Linked DNA regions of Mus musculus: region 2 is linked to region 1. A link is a contact called in public HiChIP or PLAC-seq data. All regions are on one chromosome and are shown on one strand. The core of a region is the stretch at or near the end of the contact, and the rest is flanking DNA. Distances in the headings are between cores, read along the strand shown. Region 1 overlaps Zfyve1 (zinc finger, FYVE domain containing 1). Region 2 holds the start of Zfyve1 (zinc finger, FYVE domain containing 1).

Region 1 (5,566 bases), core at 1,249-3,748:
TGATCCATACGATGGCCAAGCTTTTTAAAATTATTTATTTATTTATTTATTTGAGAAATATTTGTTCACTTCGTTTCTCTTGTAAGAACCAAAGAGATTTTTTTCCTCATGATCTGTTGAAATATTTATTTTATATATATATATATATTTATTTATTTAAAAAACATAACTAACAGTCCATTCTGTGCTGTTTCCCTGGAAGGTTTCTTGTGGTCGCCCCCCCACCCCCCCAAGTAGAGGGGTTGTATGTATGGGAACAAAGAATAAGACACTGTGAGCAATAAAAATCCTAAGAAGGGGCAGCCTGGAGTCCAGGGGCAGAGGGGAGGAGCAGGGTATGGCTTCTAAGAAAGCCTAGAGGAGACAGAAACGTCACGGCCTACAGGGGAGACCAATTCCTTCTGGACTCCCCATCTGCAGGGGCCACAAGTACCTGCATCTTGACTTTTTATGTCTCAAGACTCTACCCTCTGACCCTTACATACGCCAGTAGCTTACACACGAAGCCAGACCTCTGCCCAGTACAGGTCGGAACCATGACTGCTTCAAGCAAGAGGTTCAAACCTAGACAGCCATCCAGGCAGCAGGGGTGCAGGAGGGAAGAGGGACAGAAAAGGACACTGCCAAGCTCTGGGTGAAGCAGCAAAACCTGGCTCGCTTCAGGAGCAAGACTGACTCCCAGTGCCACCTTATCCCTGTGCTGGGGACACACCAGGGTAAGTCTTCAAAGCAGAAGCAGTCTTGATCACTCCAAATCCCCTCTAGATGGATAAATGGAGATATATATATATAGAGAGATTTATTATTTTTAACTGAAATAAATGCAATGGACTCTGGTCCATTCTGCTTTACTGAGAGCTGCTCCATGCCCTGCCCTGACGTGGTTCATGCCTTCGGATCTACCGCCAGGCTCACCTCCACTGAGGGACGTGAGAGGGGGTACACACACCACACACCACACCAGGTGACCAGGAGGAGGGCCTACCTCAGTGAGACTTCTGTTTCTAACCCTGAGAACCTAAGGAATTGTGAAGCAGTCGGAGAGGGAACTGGGGTTAAAGGTCACCGGGCTTTTTATTGCAGTTGAAGCAGACTCGGACTGGATGGTCCCAGCCACGAGAGGGGACAGCCCTGCAGTCATGGGAGCACTCATCGCAGAAGCCCTGTCCGCAAGCTCGGCAGTGGTGTTTGGAGAGCTTGACGCTGAACTCCTTGCGGCAGTTGTGGCAGTGCAGGATCTCATGGTCAGGCACCCAGTAGGCCGGCCTGGCGGCATCTTTTACCAGGCCTACATCAGGGAAGGAACAACAGTCAGGACACCAGAACCTTGCCCCACGTCCCTCTGACACTTTCTGGCTTATGCCATCCCAACCGCACACAGAACCATTACTGTGCTGTGTTCTTCTGTTTATCTTTATTTATGTATTTTATGAGACATATAGCCCAGGGTAGCCTCAGCCTCATGGCTGCTGAGGATAGCCCTGTTCTTCTGATCCTCTTGCCTTCACTTCCCCAGTCCTGGGTTAGAAGTGTACGCTACTGCATCCAGTTTATGCAGTGATTAGACCCAGGGCTCAGGAACGCTACCCAAACACTCTACCAAACGAGCCACACAGCACCCCTGCTATAGTGTGCCAGTGGAAGTCAGAGGTAACTCTGTCGAGTCTCCTCTATTACATGAGTTCCAGGGACAGAACTCAGGGTGCCAGGCTTGCCCAGCAGGTGTCTGTAACTGCTTGGCAATTTTACCACCAAGCCTGAGTTCATTCTACAGGACATGGTGGCAGGAGGAAGCCAACTCCGACAAGTTGTCCTCTGACTTTCATGTGTGTTCCATGGCACATGCATGCAAGTGAGTGCCCCTCACACACAAACACAATAGATAAATTACTAAAAAGACAAAAAAGGTGCCAGGCTTCTTCTATCCTGACCACAGGACCTGTGGCTGAGGTACTGATGTTCCTCTATCCACCACACTGAGTGACAGACACTACAGTGACTGTACTCACTGCAGTCGAAGGAGCCACAAACAAGTCTAGACTCCACAGCCAGACGCTCAGTCGGATCCCAGCACCACTGAGCATGGTGACTGTGGGACTGAGCAAGCTTAACCTCTCTCAGGCCGATTCATCATTAACAACCCCTTCGAAAGCTGCCAGCAACAACGAGAAATAATATGCCCGGGACATAGAGTTGGCTCAGTGGTTAAGAACACTTGCAGTAAGCTGGGCAGTGGTGGAGCATGCCTTCAATCTCAGCACTCGGGAAGCAAAGGCTGAGGCAGGCCTGAGTTCAAGGCCAGTCTACAGAATGAGTTTCAGGATAGACAGAGCTACAGAGAAACCAGGTTGGGTTTTTTTGTTTGTTTGTTTTTGTTTTTAAAAAAAAAAAGGAGGAGGAGGAGGAGGAAAGACCAGGCCAAATCCAACCTGATGGAGGCTCAGCAAAGGAACACTCCATGAACAAACCGCTCCCAGCAGGGGCAGCCCCGGCCCCTCCCAGGTAGCTCAGGGTGGATGTAATCTGAGCTTGAAACCAGGCAAATCCACCTATTCTAACACCAATGAGTCAGAACCTCACAATTTGTTTTGTAGCCTACCCATTTTTCTCTCTAGCCACTCTGATCTCTCCCTTACCCTATACCCAAGTACATCCCAGGTCCGCCTGTCTGTCCTGCCAAGTCCTCCAGCCACTACTTGCTTCCCCTCTCTTTCTTCCTACTCTGGCTGTAAGCACCCCTCATAACTGATGCAGAGAAGGATCATAAACGCTGAATTAGCAATGGCCTGGCCAATGAGAGGCGTCAGCAGGTACAGATAGAGACACCTGCCCCTCCAAGCCTAATGACCTAAAAGGGGATAACTGACCCTAGAAGTTGCCTTTTGGCCTTCACAAGCAGGCCATGACACAAGCACTCAAACAAAATTCATGACTAAACTAATGTAACAAGTTCTCTGGCACACTCTCCTCTGAGACTCCAGCTCCCCTTCCTTGAACCTAAGCAGGCTCTGTAACAGCAACAAACTACAGAAGCATACAGCACACTTCCTCTCTCCAAACACTAAAGCAGTAGCTGCCACCACCACCCCTCCCCGCCTCCCCCTTCCCCTCTCCTCCCCCCCCTTCTCTCTGCAACAGGGTCCCAGGGTCTGTCTGTCCCTCTGAGACATGTGTCCCTAGCTGGCCTAAAACTTACTATGTAGACCAGACTGGCCTCAAAGTCAGAGACCAACCTGCTGGAATTAAAAGCATATGCCACCTGGTTCCATAAATTAGCTTTTTTTAAATTAAGATTTATTTATGTATTTGTGAGTGTGTGCACACTCAGTGTGCACGCATACATGCATCTACACATGTACACACGCATGTGGAAGCCCCAAGAGAGTAGAAGATCCCCTGGAGTTGGAGTTATGGGTGGTTGTGAGCTACCCAACATGAATGCTTGGACGCGAACTTAATGTCCTCTGTGAGAGAGAGCAGGACGTGCTCTTAACCACTAGGCCATTGTCTAGCCACAAAGTATCAGCTCTTGAAACCCTCAACTACCCTTGTGGTTCATCTACTACCAGAGACACCAAGTGGAGAGACCCAGAGAGGCAGAGGGATGCTCCACTGAGCATAGCTTTAACCGTCCTCCGAAGGGACCTTCCAAATCTGTTCAAATGCTACCCTGCAATACTCAAGACAGGAACTGCAGGCAATGACAACAGGGGAATAAGCAGACTTTCTGATCGCTACACGCACACTGTTTTAGACAAAATAGCATGCTCCCGCCTTATGTACAGCAACAAATGGTGAGGAGGCTGGCCTCCAGAAATGAAACTGATACTACTACAGGATTCCACACACAAAAGGAAGTATATAACGCTTCCCTTCATTCCTTGCTGCCAAACTCAATCAAGTCAGCAAGCAAATCAAAATGACCATCCAGGGGACCCTGAAACCCCTCATGCTACATGCATTATCCCCAATATAGGCACTGCCCAAGCCCACCTAGTGGTATGTCAATAGCTGTCACCACGGCTCCCAAGGTGTTCTGCACGGCCTCGCCCACCTTCCGGGCAATCAGCGTTCCACCTTCATCATCTGCCTGCGCCTCAGTCACATCTGTGGGTAATACAAGAGATAGCCGTTGCCTCTCAGCAGTCATCTCTCATGCAGGCGCTCAGGAGCCACACTGGAACACTTCCCGATTCCCACAGTAACTAACAGTGACTTGTGGGGCCAATCAGATGGAACCCTGAAAGTGGCCTGGGCACCTCTCTAGAACTGATTTATAACTTATTTTTAAAGTCAACCAGATTGGTTCTGGGAGCAAGACCTAAACTTTCTACAGAGAGAGGACTCAACCTAAGCTTGTCTGGCTTCCCAGAACTCATCAGCTATATGCAGGTGTGTTCTCTCAGAAGCACCACTGAGCTCAGAGCTCAGGCCAGGCCACGTTTAATCAATCAATCCTGTCTTCCGAACCTCCACCTCAAGGCTCAGCTGCACAGGCCTATCTGGCTAGGAGCTCAGCGGGTGAGTAGCCCTGGCCAGGAGCAACTGCTCTCAGAAGTGACGGTCAGAGCAGTGAGCATCCAGGGCCCGGTATTCAGTGGGTGCACTCTCGCTCGCCCCTCCTGAGCCCCACATTACCTAACTGGACATTCCTGGCATCGTAGCAGCTGTCACACACGCGGACAGGCGCAGGTCCCCAGCCCCGCTCAGGCACCGGCCGGGTCTTGGATGAACAGCTGTCACAGAAGCCCTCCCCACAGGCCCGGCAGTGATGCTTCGTGTCGTTGTCCTTGAAGGATGTCGCACACTGGTTGCAGCTCTGTTCCAAGTCCAAAACAAAACAGAGAGGCAGAGGTCCTACATGCCTGCTGAGCTGGGGACTGGACATGACCCAGGGGGCAACCACAAATTCCTGAAGGCGGGTTCCATCTCTGTCAAGACCCAAGCTTTCTAGTAAGAATAGTTCCCTGAGTAAAGAAAGGGGGGGGAGCCGGGCGTGGTGGCGCACGCCTTTAATCCCAGCACTCGGGAGGCAGAGGCAGGTGGATTTCTGAGTTCGAGGCCAGCCTGGTCTACAAAGTGAGTTCCAGGACAGCCAGGGCTATAGAGAAACCCTGTCTCGAAAAAGCCAAAAAAAAAAAAAAAAAAAAAGAAAGGGGGGGGGGGAGGATGCTTCCTGTTACAGGAGTTTGGGCAGAAACTAATTCCAGGTTGTGGGTACCCTAGAGAACTGTGGATAAAGCCAAGAAATGACCTGAAAAAGACTCCTTTCTCCAGATCCTGTAGCTGTGATTCTCTGACATCCAGGCAATATTAATTGGCTCTCACAGGTCTGGCAATACAACCCACCATAGAGAAAATACTCACAGGACACAAAAGGCACTTCAGAAGCAAAGCAGCAGCCTAAAGCTCACCCTCCCAAGATTCTCAGGGATAACTCTAGGAGGGGAAAATGTTGGTGTCTCCTCCTGGACCGGCTTAGCACCAGGCAACATGACATAGTCAGGGTGGTCTCATCAGGACCCCAGAGGACTCCTACACATCGTACCAGGATCTGGGAGTTGGG
Region 2 (5,566 bases), core at 984-3,483, 48 kb after region 1:
GGGTTCTGAGCCCTTTAAAAAAGAAAACCTGACTGGCTTAGGATTTTCACACGCTCACAAATGTTCAGATTTTTAATTCTCTGCCTCCCAGTCTCTTGTATCAGCAGCAGCAGCAGTGTCCACTGAATTTGATGGTCTCATCCTCTGCAAAGTGCAAAGAAATATGTGGTGGAAGTGAACTTGACAGAGTCTCTGCCACACGCTGAGGGGTCTGCTGGGTTCACAAAGGTCAGCTCATTGGTTTGGGTCTCAGCTACAAAGTCAGAGTGATGACAGAAGGTGGTGAGGAGCTGTTCGATTTACTTGGACCTCAAGCCAATGTTTCAAGGGCTACCTAGAGCAGAAAAAGAAGATTTTACTCATCTGGGGAAAAAAACCAGAAGTGTACCTTAAACTGAGCAAACAAAAAGGAGCACCTAATTGCTAGGCCAAACCCAGAGAGAACCCTCATTCTTGCTTATAAAACTTACAGTGGCTTCTTCTAGGACTAGAAATGTCATCTCAAAATCATGGCTAAGGATCTCCCTTCTGAAATCAACTGCCATGCTGGGTATGGTGGTAAATCCTAGCACTCAAAAGGCTGAAGCCTGCCAGCCTGGTCTACAGAGTGAGTTCCAGGACAACCAGGACTACACAGAGAAACCCTGTCTCGAAAAACCAAAAAAAGAAAAAAGAAAGAAAAAAAAAAAAAAAAAAAAAGGCTGAAGCCTGGCTACTAAACTAACTACAAAAACCAGCCTAGAGGCTCCTGCACAAGGGAGGCAGAGGCAGGTGGATCTCTGTGAGTTCCAGGCCAGCCAGGGCTACACAGAGAAGCCCTGTCTCAAATATGTGTAACAACAAAACACTTCTAGACCCAGAGCTTCTTAAAGATTTTGCTGGTTTGTTGGTAAAATGCTCTTCTCATTTCATTAAGCTCTGATTCAAAATCACTAAACAGACAGCTTTTAGGAGGCTAAGCCCTCTGCACCTGCTCCTTATATATGAGAAATGGAAAAGGAGGTCTGTAAAAAGCTAAGAAAAATATTGTAACAATAAATTCACACCACCCTCAAAGACCTCTACAAACCCAATTATCCTTATAAAATGGACTCTCTCAGCTCTAGTCGAGCAAAGGTCTAGTAAGGACTCTAAAATTGACAACAATAGTCCCAACTTCATTTTCAAAAACAGTAAGACAACTACTGAGCTTCCTCCTGTGCCTCCTCTCTACAGAGGAAGAGAACCGGCAGCAACAGGAGGCAGAATTCCAGCACTTAGGCGCACAGTAGAGCCAGGCCCTACAGTGAGTCAAAACAACTCATTTTCTCTTGTCACTCAAACACTTAAAACAAAACAAACCAAGTCAAAAACTTGGGAAGACAGGAAAGGGGGTTTTGGGTCACTAACGTAACTACACTCCTAATTCTCCCTACCTTTGCCTCCTATTCCAAGAGCACAACCAAGTGTAAAGTCCTCCTTTCAGATATTCACTCCTCCCTTTCAGTAGCCAATCTATCCATCTGATCTTCAGATAAACAAGGCAAGGGAGTAACCAGGGGACCTTATTTTCACCTTAACCTCAGACGTGTCCAGTCAGCTCCCAAAAGGGAAACAAAAATCAAAACTTGTCACTACTAAGAAAAACAGAAAACCAACCTTCAAAAGAACAGCTGACCCTCACCACCACCAGGCCAAGCAAACAATATGCCACTCGGAGCAAACCCCCCCCCCCCAAACCTCGACGCCTCTCTCCAATCCAGGGTCCCTCACCCACCTTGCTCCCGGACACCACCACCACAACCCAAGGGGTGGCAGCGGAGACGAAGAACAAAGAAGGCCCCCCAAATTTCACACAAACCCGCACATCCCGGAGCCGAATCCATTGTTTATGCCACCCCACCCCCACTCGAGCCGCACCCGTCCCCCCTTCCTCCTAGGAGCGACTGGAGGGAGCCCCGGGACCAGCACTCGCCCGGGGCTGGGCCAAGGCGCCCCCGCCCTCTCCGCCGCGGCCCACAGAGCCCACCCGGAGCAGTTCGGCCAAGGCAAGGCGGTGTGGGGGACGCGGATTGCCGACAGGACCCGGGCTGCTCTAGGGCCCCGGCGGATCCATCCTCAGCTCCATCTCCGCCCCCTCCTCCTCTGCTGCCTCCCAGGCTTCCTCCTCTCTTGTTGTCAGTTGGAATCAGCTGATCAGAGTGAACTTCTCCCAGCTCAGACCAACAGGAAGGCATGAACAGCGCAGCCCAGCTAGGGAGGAGCGGCCAGGGGCGGAGCGCGACGACGGGGAGCGGGAAGGGCGCTTGCGGCCTTTTGGGAGTTGTAGTTTTGGGGGGATTGTCGTTCTGCCCTACAGCCCTGAAATACAAGCTCCACATGACTACAATTCCCGATGGAAGCATCGTCGTTGCGAATAGGCGGGACAGACAAGCCTGAAAGCATTTCGGGACTTAGAGTCTCGGCCGGGGCTGAGGTTTTTGCAGGTTGCAGCGACTAGTTTAGGGCAGTGGCCCGGGAAGGAGTATTGTAAATTAAACAAAAGATATGATGTTCTATATAACCAGGAAATGGCACGGCACATTATTATTGTACATCTTTCCTTCAGAAATGCTCAAAGTGGAAAAATACCAGTAAACATTGAGAGGATATTACTATGCTTGAGGCTGTTTTGTTTTCCCTTCAAAGTTAATCAACTGTTAATTTTGTTCCAGCCTTATTCCTTTTCTGCCTTTTTCCATACATAGACATCATAACTTCTAATTTTTATATTGTGCAGAATAGTTACAGTACACACTCCAATAAAATTTAAGATAACAGTGTCTGTAATACTATTGTCTGATTTTTTTAATAATAGCTTTATATTTGTTTAGTACTTTCACTTTTTTCTCATTTATTTCTTGAGACAATATTGAGAGAAAATACAATGCATGGAAAAGATACTGGTCTGTAATGCCTAGGAAAACTAACTACATAGGTTGGTAGGGTAAATCACTCAGTCCTTCCATAAAATAAAGGAATTTTGCTGTGTAATTTCTGATGGCTCTGCCAATCTTAACATATGATTTTTATCTTGATAATGGTTAACCTGAGAGAGAAAACTAAGGTTAGGTTACTTGCCAAGGTACACAGCAAATTATTGACAACACTGGATAAGACCTCATCTTCTGATTCAAGAGGACACTCATAGATCTCAGGACATAATTAGATCAATAGTTAAGCCAAATCTACAAAATAGTGAATGAGCTATGTATACGGATTATATTGCTGAAAATTAACTCTTCATGACACAGAGCCAACAGCGGCAAACCTGGATGAACTTTTTATTTTTTTACCTGTACCACATCACCAACCAGGATAATAAGAACTAAGCCATCTACAATCACATTAAAAAGTGTTTACCAGAAATAAGATGGTGTATGGAGAAGAAGGGATTTTATAAAAGTTAAGCTAACAAGTTTTAAATAAGCCTGAGGTTGGTTGGCATGACAAAGGTTTTATCCCTAAGACTGCCTCTGTGGCTGTGTGTAGCTTTGCCAGATTATTTCATAACCTTGCTTATAAAGTAAATATATTGGTCTATGTGTGTCCCTCAAAAGAGATTGGCTGTCTGGCATACACAAGGCCCTGGGTTTGAGCCCCAGCACCATAAAAAATGGGGGTTTGATAGGAACAAACATTTAGCATTTTAAGTTTTATTTTGTGTGTGTGCATATGGGTGCTGGTACATATGCACATGAGTCAAGGGTGTGTTTAGGCCAGAGGTCAATCTTAGGCATTATTCCTTAAGAGCCATCCACCTTGTCTTGTTAGTTTTGGTTGGTTGGTTGGCTGGTTGGCTGGTTGGTTTGGGGTGTTTGTTTATTTGTTTGAGATCTCACTTAGCCTAGATGTTACCGAGATGGCTAGACTGTCTGGCCAGTGAGCCCCAAAGATCCTGTTTCTGTTACCCAGCACTGGAGTTATAAAAGTAAGTTACCATGCCTGGAATATGAAAGAATAGAACCAATAGAATACATACTTATTAAAATGGAGAGTTATTAGATTGGTGTCTTAGGGTTACTGCTGTGATGAAAGACCATGATCAAAAAGCAAGTTTGGCAGGAAAGGGCTTACACTTCTACACTGTAGTCTGTCACTAAAAGAAGCCAGAACAAGAACTCAAAAGGGTAGGAACTTGGAAAATTCAGATGCCATGGAGGGGTGCTGCTTACTGGCTTGCTCTCCTGTGACATCCTCAGTCTACTTTCTTATAGAACCCAGGACCACCAGCCCAGGGGTGGCACAACCCACAATGGGTTGGGCCCTCCCCATCAATCACTAAGAAAAATGCCTTATTGCCAGATCTTATACAGGCATTTTCTCAAGTGAAGCTCTGATGACTTCAATATGTGACAAGATGACATTAAACTTACCAGTACAACTGACTTGCACAATATAATATAATACAACAGTGGCTGCTTTTATACTGGAGAGGCTGAGAGGCCAGGAGCTTGTTCAATTCATGAGGCCAGATACCTCAGTAGTCCTAATCTGGCATTGAAGGCCTGGGGGATTTCTGGAAAAGCCATTGGTCTTCAGTGAGTATTGGAAGACCTAAAGAAACTAAAATCTTTCGGCAAAGAATGGCAGCAGCAGTGGAAAGAGAGCAAACCCCCAATGATGAAGTTGCCAGCACGAGGAAGGCAAGCAGAGGAAGGCAAGCAGAGGAAGGCAAGCAGGGACACAGCAGGAGACAGCAGGAATTATCTGGGCTCCCCCTGGGCATTGCTAGCTCTTTCAGAGTGAGTGTCCGACTTCAGTGAAAGTGTCAAGAAGCCCCCTCACAGCCCAGTGTAATGAACTGCACCTCCTCAAGCCTAGCACTCAAAAGGCAGAGATGGAGCCGGGGGCATGGTGGCGCAGCCTTTAATCCCAGCACTCGGGAGGCAAAGGCAGGTGGATTTCTGAGTTCGAGACCAGCCTAGTCTACAAAGTGATTTTCAGGACAGCCAGAGCTATACACAGAAACCCTGCCCCCACCCCCAAAAAAGGGCAGAGATGGGCAGATCTCTGTAAGTTCAAGGCCAGCCTAGTCTGTTGATGGAGTTTCAGGTTAGTCAGAGGCACACAGTGAGACTGTGTCTCAGAGCAGAGGGGGGCAGAAGGAGGAGGCATAATGACAACCTTCCCTCACAGGTACAGAACCAGTCAAGTTGACAACTAAGCGTAACCCTCATAGCAAGGATTTTATGTGAATTTAGAGGTTTTAACTTAGGCACCCAACCTCCAATCCCACATTAAATGGTAACTTTAAGAAAAAAATTTAAGGGCTGGTGAGATGGTTCACTGACTACTCTTCCAAAGATCCTGAGTTCAATTCCCAGCAACCACATGGTGGCTCACAACCATCCGTGATGAGATCTGATGCCCTCTTCTCGTGTGTCTGAAGTCAACTACAGTGTACTTATATATAACAATAAATAAATCTTTTAAAAAAGAAAAAAATTTAAAACCGTGGGAAATAGATCCCTCCAGGGAGGACAATTAAGGTGCAGAAGAAAGATGTTTTCCTTTATATTCTGTGTATGCATGTGTGCCTGGGTGC

What was found. HiChIP or PLAC-seq counts read pairs in DNA pulled down with a chosen protein or histone mark.
Region 2: an H3K27ac HiChIP or PLAC-seq map of embryonic stem cells shows a contact between it and region 1, with 8 read pairs. The contact joins the promoter of Zfyve1 here to the enhancer-like site in region 1. A contact is called at or near these places in 13 of 39 promoter capture datasets (the 3T3-L1 cell line, 3T3-L1-derived adipocytes, the HPC-7 cell line and 6 more), 1 of 15 datasets of contacts at CTCF or cohesin (the NIH/3T3 cell line), 6 of 484 Hi-C or Micro-C datasets (common lymphoid progenitors, cranial neural crest, embryonic stem cells and 3 more), 7 of 115 datasets of contacts at active chromatin or transcription factors (the SCID.adh cell line, double positive thymocytes, embryonic stem cells and 1 more) and 3 of 9 other capture datasets (adipose tissue, liver and pancreatic islet).

The regions. Positions count from the first base shown.
Region 1 is chr12:83,546,828-83,552,393 of GRCm38.p6, forward strand. Zfyve1 (zinc finger, FYVE domain containing 1) reads right to left here. Exons shown (of 12, transcript NM_183154.4): 9 at 5,549-5,566; 10 at 4,639-4,819; 11 at 3,994-4,107; 12 at 1-1,288. The coding sequence ends at 1,056. Among named protein-coding and RNA genes, the nearest start is that of Gm51952, 12 kb to the right of the region's middle. Within about 2 kb of position 2,499, at least 11 of the 459 cell types and tissues checked have an H3K27ac peak or open chromatin away from gene starts, as enhancers often do. A contact at or near this core is called in embryonic stem cells, epiblast stem cells, stem cell-derived epiblast-like cells and 1 more, where this site is marked.
Region 2 is chr12:83,594,989-83,600,554 of GRCm38.p6, forward strand. Zfyve1 (zinc finger, FYVE domain containing 1) reads right to left here and starts at 2,234. Exons shown (of 12, transcript NM_183154.4): 1 at 2,009-2,234; 2 at 1-334.